2 separate regions of the Dromaius novaehollandiae genome follow, and region 2 is linked to region 1. Evidence: chromatin contacts called from public Hi-C data. All regions are on one chromosome and are shown on one strand. The core of a region is the stretch at or near the end of the contact, and the rest is flanking DNA. Distances in the headings are between cores, read along the strand shown. Region 1 holds the start of CDC123 (cell division cycle 123). Region 2 holds the start of OPTN (optineurin).

What was found. Hi-C and Micro-C count contacts between places; a contact is called where the count stands out from the background.
Region 2: a Hi-C map of liver shows a contact between it and region 1, with 5 times the contacts expected there. The contact joins the promoter of OPTN here to the promoter of CDC123 in region 1. A contact is called at or near these places in 3 of 4 Hi-C or Micro-C datasets (brain, liver and ovary).

The regions. Positions count from the first base shown.
Region 1 is chr1:3,640,665-3,644,261 of bDroNov1.hap1, reverse strand. It overlaps CDC123 (cell division cycle 123), which reads right to left and starts at 2,041. Exons shown (of 13, transcript XM_026119288.2): 1 at 1,836-2,041; 2 at 973-1,044. The coding sequence starts at 1,909. It overlaps NUDT5 (nudix hydrolase 5), which reads left to right and starts at 2,056. Exons shown (of 10, transcript XM_064503815.1): 1 at 2,056-2,267.
Region 2 is chr1:4,009,554-4,013,150 of bDroNov1.hap1, reverse strand. OPTN (optineurin) reads right to left here and starts at 1,947. Exons shown (of 14, transcript XM_026119278.2): 1 at 1,820-1,947; 2 at 1,271-1,494. The coding sequence starts at 1,436.

The DNA.
Region 1 (3,597 bases), core at 792-3,291:
ATCACTTCTTATTCAAAACTGTTCGGAAAATGATTCTAATTTTCTGGATACTTCTTATAAAAAAGATTTTAAAATTGGGAAAAGCCTTCATCTTTATAAGGTGTTCAAACAGCTTCCATTTTATAGAAACTGATTCCCTTATCTACACATCCTAACTGGTTGTTCTGTGGGAGAGGCAAACCACAAGTTAAGGAATGATATAGCATGGATCGACTTCCAAGTCTGATCGTTACCAAGATGTATACAATAATCATTTTTACAAGGAAGCCATACAGTGAGATTCTAAGCAGAAAACAAAGAACAAAGTTCTTTGAGAACTTGAAACAGTAAGAACAGTTCTTGACTACTGTTTTTCATATCCATTTACCCCACCCTTCTACAACCAAAAATCCTGGGACATTCGGGCCTAGTCACATGCACAGATTATATGTTATCAAATGATTATACAAGCTCAATAATCAGTAAGATTTTATATTTAATTTAGTTCATCTTATTGAGAATTAAACTCCAGTAATGACACATCATTGCTGAATAAGGCTGCAGGCATGCGAGTGGTGCAGCACAGGCCAAGCCACAGAATCGGAGCCAACTGTACCACAGCAACCAAACACAGATTCGCAGGCTGTGCACCAAAACCTGAAAAGTAGGTAGGTTCTGCACGAAAAGGCAGAGAAAACTCAAGAAAACTGTCCCCAGTTGGTCTAGAATTGAGAGTATTACATGAATTTTAGGATCTATACCAGGCACTATCAAGTCAAATCTTACTACTAACAACAGCTACATGTTAGCTAATACACACCTTCATGTGTTTACCTATAGCCCGTCCACACAGTGTTCAGTTTACTGCAGCCAGACTGGTCAAATTTGCAAAATTCATTACAGAAATTATTAAATGCAAATACAAAATAGTACTGTGAATACAAAATAGCATTAATAATTGAAGGGGTGGAGGGTAGAAACAACACTCTTTACCTTCCAGAAACCACAAGCGTTCCATCATCCAGCAAATATTCTTTCACATTCTCTGGCAGGGGAAGTATAACACTGGAGAAACAAGAAAATAACTTTAATAATAAATTCGTTCAAGTTAAATAAAAATAATATTTGTTAATAGAACATATTTCAGTAATGATACGTTCTGTTCTCTTACGCGGTGGAAAACTCTCACTTCTCATCCTTTCCCAAAAAGCAACTCCTTTCCCCCCACCCCAGGGAGGCAGAGGAAAAGGAAAGATATAGAAATGTTAAGTGAAATGCGTAAAAATACCTTCTTCTTGCTTCAAAACCCTAAGAAATTCTGAGTGTGCATGCAGCTGAGGCAGGAGACAGGACACTACACGCTGTTCAAAACCAACGCTTGGTTTCTCAGATCCAAAACTATATTTCCCTGTACCAGCTGCACATTCAAAAACCACATGACTATCACTGAATCGGCCAAAAATACACGTTTTAAATATTAAAAATCATGAGGGAACAAACGCTCTTGTTGCTAAACACCTGACCTTACAGCTTTTTTTATGCATCAGCGCCACGTTGAATTTAACTTTCCCAAGTTACGGCTCGTTCTGTGTTACCGCAGTGGGTCTTTGCCCTGACACTGCAGAAATATCTACAATTTTCAGGAATATCCCGAAACAGGAGCTCCGTTACTCTGTTCAGCAGCTTTCAGCCTCTGTTTCCTTGGGCAACGACAGGGGCCTGCACTCGATACGGTCAGTCAGCTCCAGCCCCGGCTGGTAGTTTCTCTCCCCCCGGCCCGGCCCCACACGCCCCAACCGAACCAGGCCCGAACCGGCCCCCAGCGCGGCCCGAGCTCCCGGCCCCGGCGCCCTCACCTGCGGATAGTGACGGCCCGGAAGAGCGGGTACCACACGGAGAACTGGCAGTGCACCACCTGCTCCTTCTTCATCCTCCCCCGGTCCGGTCCGGTCAGGTCCGGTCCGGTCCGGTCCGGCCCGCTTCGCCCCGCCGCTCCCGGAAGCGCCCGCTCCGCCCGGAACCTCCACTGCAGCCCGCGGCGCACCCGGACCGGGAGCGGTGGCGCACCCGGACCCGGACCCAGAGCGGCGGCGCACCCGGCTTCAACCGCCTCGCCTCGCCTCGCCTCGCCTCGGCCGCCGACGCTGCCGCTCGGTGCCGGGTCTCGGTGCTGGCCCGGCCGCAGCCCCGGCTGCGCTCGCTCCTCGCCGTCCCGCTCCCGAGGGCCTCCTGCGCCGCTGGGCTGCGGCTCGCCCCGGCCCGCGGCTGCCGGGCCCTGTCGCGGTCTCGTACGTGCGCGCCCGTGTCCCGGGGGGGGCGGGGGGGACACGTCCATTTGAAGCCCGGTGACTTCTGCCGCTGTCTCTCTTCCTTTGCTCCTGTGTCTTCTTACCCTTCCTGCTGGGGCCGCCGAGGGCTGACGGTTACCGGCCACCTCTGGGTGAAGGGCTGGGTGAAACGCTCCCTGTATTTTCCTTTTTTTCTCTTCATCTATAGGGCAAGAAACAGTTATTTTCCCATATTTTTTTCAGTGCCACGTGGGCCATCCACGCTGCTAAACATAAGGACAAAAACGATCCTTCCCCCCCCCCCCCCCACACACGTAGCTTTTCCCTTCTCCCTCTCTCCCATCAACTTCTGCTAATTAATTGGTTTTGTTTTTAGATTCAAACTGGTGAGATGTGAGTGCACAGACTGATGGTAGCAAGTTAATTTTGGATTAAAGTGACTTAGAGGTTTTTAGTTACGTTTATCCTGAGCACACGTATGTTAAAATGCTGCTGGTTAAATTGTCCATAAAGTAGTTGACAGGGTCCCTTCTGCGTGTTCTTTGAAAGAGACCCTCAGATATTAACTTTTTTTTATTTTGTTCCACCCTGAGCTTGTCTGAGGACACCGTGGCTGAGTTCCCATTAAAACTTGTGGTTGTCAACTGGGGTACATAGTTTGGGTCAGATAAAACCTTCTGAAAAGTGATATAGAAAAGCTAATCCATCGACTGTGGCTTGGATAGATTGATGTGAAGCCCCAGTAGCATGGCTGTTCTGTAAGCAGGCGTGTAGGCCTCACTTGGCTTAAGATTTTAACTTCTGGGAAGGGTAATTTTGAAACTGATGTCAGAGGGTTGGAAGATGCCTTCAAAGGAAGTCATTCCATAAGAGAATAAGCAATGAGGATAAAGTTACACCATCTGTGAATGGCGTGACTTTTTCGGGCCTGAATTTGACCCCACAAGAGGTAAATGGGGCAGGTAGCATGATTTGTCAGTAATGTCCTATAATACCCGTAATATTAGCTGTGAAAGCCATCAGAGGAGGTATAAGCAGGCCAAATACTTTTTCATAGTTTAGAATGCAAGTACTATTGATTCATGCTACGAAGGGTGATAAACCTGGCTATTTTGGCCTATTCTTAAAATTGCACTGATAACTATTAAAAAGTTACATTCGTAGAGTTCATCTCATCGTGGATCAAGTAGTCAAGTTCCCAGGCTGCCCTGCTAGCTTTTTATGATTTTCACTCAAATGATACAGTGCTAGTTTTATGGGGTAAAAGAAGCTGCCCGTCTGAGGACTGCAGGACGATGTCTACTCTGAAACCTAACATAGATTTTTTTTT
Region 2 (3,597 bases), core at 698-3,197, 370 kb before region 1:
GAGTCAATTAAAATATTTCTGACTTGCTTTTTAGACCAACAAACTCCAATCCAGGAGCTTGAAAATCTTTTATACATTTTATTTTTTTCAATAACTTCCATTATGTCCTGATGTCATATTATATACAGCCAACAAGGGCTTCAAGAAGGAATTAGGTGATGTAAATGAATGTTAGCATGGAGAATCATTCTGCAAGGTGTAAGTTAGAGCAGCTGAAAATATGGTCCTGAAACATGATCTTATAGGATATGGGACCTTTCAGCAGAATGCCAGAGGTACCCGTAGAGGCTACTTTCCTGTCAAAGATACCCTTGAGACTCCATGGCAGAAAACGTGGAGCAGGCCTACAAAGGATTCAGATGAAACTGAGATGCCACAATTTAAAATCATAACACACAGAAAATATGCAAATTCATGCTCTGTTGCCACATAAACACTGAGGTACCTCCATCTCCTACTCTGAAACTCCTCAGATCCCTTGGGTTTTGCTCTATCCATTTTCAGGAAAACTATATATATATATATATATATATATATATACATATAGATGTATCTCCTACACCTAAACTCATGGGTTCCAGAAACAAAGTTCTCTCCCTTCAAAGGCTCAACTCATTAGGCATTTTCAGGGAAACCTGCTATTGCTTTCTACCAGATAGACTCAGCCATGGCTGCCACTTCTTTTTAAAGTACAGAAGGTGCCACCACAGCTACATTTCTTAGTGATTACTACACATAATGCAGGATGGCCTGCTTGAATTCCCCTCTCTGCCTGAGATGATTCAACTCCTTTCAGAGAGCATCCTAACCCAAACTGTCCTGGGCACGGTGCAGTACCCACCCCTTCTGACGCAGCTACAGCAAAATGTTTGGTCAGTCTGTAATGGAGCTGCCCAGCGGTCCTAAAACACAAACCATAAAAGCTTTTAACAGTTGCTGAGTAAAGACAGCTCTTTATATCACGTGATAGCAAAACAGATTTTTCACCTCACTTGCTAAAATGCACAGTGCTATACTAATTATGTCGGTAATTCCCAAGCAAATAATTCACCCATAAATTGAGCTGTTCTCCCCCTATTCTTCCACATGGATCCAACTTGCTGTGTCATATCACACCGCCCTCGCCTCTTGCAGGGTTGCCTCTACATTGAAGGCTCCCCAGGTACAAAATGTTATCCAGCAGGGGCAAAGGAGCACCGAATTCACACTCGTATGGCAAAGAAGCCTGCAGAAGAGAGCCGGGCCTTTTGCGTTTCAGGGATGTATTCACCTTTTAACTCGTTGTTCTCGGTGATGAGCTCTTTCATCTGTTGCACCATCTCTTCCGGTGTGTACGTGCTGAGGGCGGGGGAAGCCGCGCCGTCCGGGCCGTTTTCCATCCTCCTCCTGGGATGCTCTCCATTTTCAGCAGGACGGCTTTGCAACTTGCCAGACATCCCTGAAGCGGCTGCGATGAGGTTAGCGCGGAGGAAGATCCGCTCCCTCACCGATGAACTGCTGAGAAAAGAAAACATAACCATACTTTCGTTTTATCCGGGCGAGCAAGCCGCACAACTCACTGTGATACGGAGGCACCGGCCAACCCTGCTGACACCACCACAACACCTGCCAGGAGCATCAATATCGCATTAACCCCTCACAGGACCACGCGGAGGATGCGCTTGTGTCCCGGAACAAACCTCGGACGAGGTCCCCTTCCCGCGTGGGCCCCCTTCTCCGTGCGTGGCCCGCACGGGCGGCAGGACCCCGGCGCTTCGGGCCTACCGCGGCCTCAGCGGGCCCACAGCTCCCTGGGGTCCTCCGCCAGCGACCCGCTCACCACGCTCACGGCGCGACCATGGCCCGCGGACAGCCGGCCCCGGTGGCTGTGGCGGCGGCGGCGCGCGGCTCAGCTGACCACCGCGTCCCCGCCTACCTCCGCGGGGATTTCCTGCGGAAAATCCGCCCTGCCCCGGCCGCCTCCCGCCCCGCCGCCCCGGGGACCGGGTGCCCCCAGGCTGCCTCGGGCCCCTGCCCTGCCCCCGGGGCTGCTCCCCCAGGGCCTTCTGCGTTTCGCAGCCCCCCGGCCCTGGGCGGCCGAGTCCCCTGCGGCCACCAAATGGCCTCACCGAATCCCCGCCACAGCATGCCCTAAACCAGGCCCGCAGGCAGCGTGTAGATAAGGGAGGCCGGGAAGCCCTAGCCCTCTGTCAGGGGGACGCGGCAGCCCCTCTGCCGCCTGCAGGTCTCTAAGCTGGGCCCGGCAGAAAGATCCTGCCGCACTGGGGAGGGCAAGGACCACGCTGGGCTTAACGCAGCCTCGGGAGCTCACAGCCTCGGGAGATAGGCTCAGCTCTGTAGAAAGAGTCATGAATGCCCGTAATACCATCCTGAGAGCATGCTGCGTACCAAGAGAGATTGAAAAGTCTTGGATTTTGTGCTGGAAAAAGAGACAATAGGGACGGAGATGACAGAGGCCTGCAGAGTCAACAGTGGTATCAAGAAAGATGATCAGGAAGTGTTTCTCATTACACAGAAATTAAAAGGGGCACAAAAACACGATCAGACAACAGGTGGAAAACACACAAAGTGCTTTTCACACAGTGCATAATTACATTTTAGAGGTTATTGCCATGCGATACCATGGAGGCAAATAGATCAGGAAGGGATTAGCCACACTCAAGGTATATAGGCCCATTACTGACTGTTAGCATCATACCTGGATACAGTTTCTAGTCTGGAAAGTCCTTAAAGCTGTTTGGCAGCTCCTGGTAGGCAGAGCTAGGAATGACAGTCCGGTTAACACATTCCTTTTTCTCTAAACCGCAACCACCAGTGACTGTCAGTGACAGGACACTGGGCTGGTAGGATCCTACAGGGGTTGGTAGGGCCTTAGAGTGGCTGTTCTTGTGTAATAGTTAGGGCCAATTATGATGTTTTGGTTCCTTTGCTTTCAACGGAATATGTCATTTTAGCTAAAATGTCTGCTTTCCATAAGGAGGATGTCAGTCTTTGATTAAATAACTGCATGGCTCAAAAATAAGGTCTTTTGATTTGGAAATGTTGCTTTGGTATCTCCTAGGAGCTGTGGATCGAGTGCTCTGCCATGAAGTCATGCCCTTCTGCAGACTGATTTCCCCCGCTGCCCTCCGAACGCTGCAGCCAAAGACTCCTCCGGCATGAGAAAGAGGAAGGGCTGGTGCCCGGTGGAAGGTGTGATCTGACAGGGACAGATCCATCTACAAGGCTGCCAGCTGAAGAATTTCAGCATTCAAACTCCAGAGACAGGTTCCAATTCACCCTAGAAATGAAACCAGCAACCATTTGGGACTGTCTAAGGGGTAAATAGCAGTTCTGACAGCAGGCTTATGTGTGACGAGTCCATAATTTATGTGCTTTCTGCTTATGCTGCTAGGAAAGGGAATCCAGCCCCTTGCAGGTACACTGGGATCTGCTCTGCCTGAAGGAGTGAGATCTCAGGTCTGTGGTGAGGTGCTGTATGTGCCAAATGTGCCAATTTTGAAGCACTGAATTTTGAAGCATAACTGTGCTGAAGCTTTCCCCCTTCGCAGAGCTCTTTCTGAGCCAAGTCCATTCTTTTATGCACATGCCTGAGTT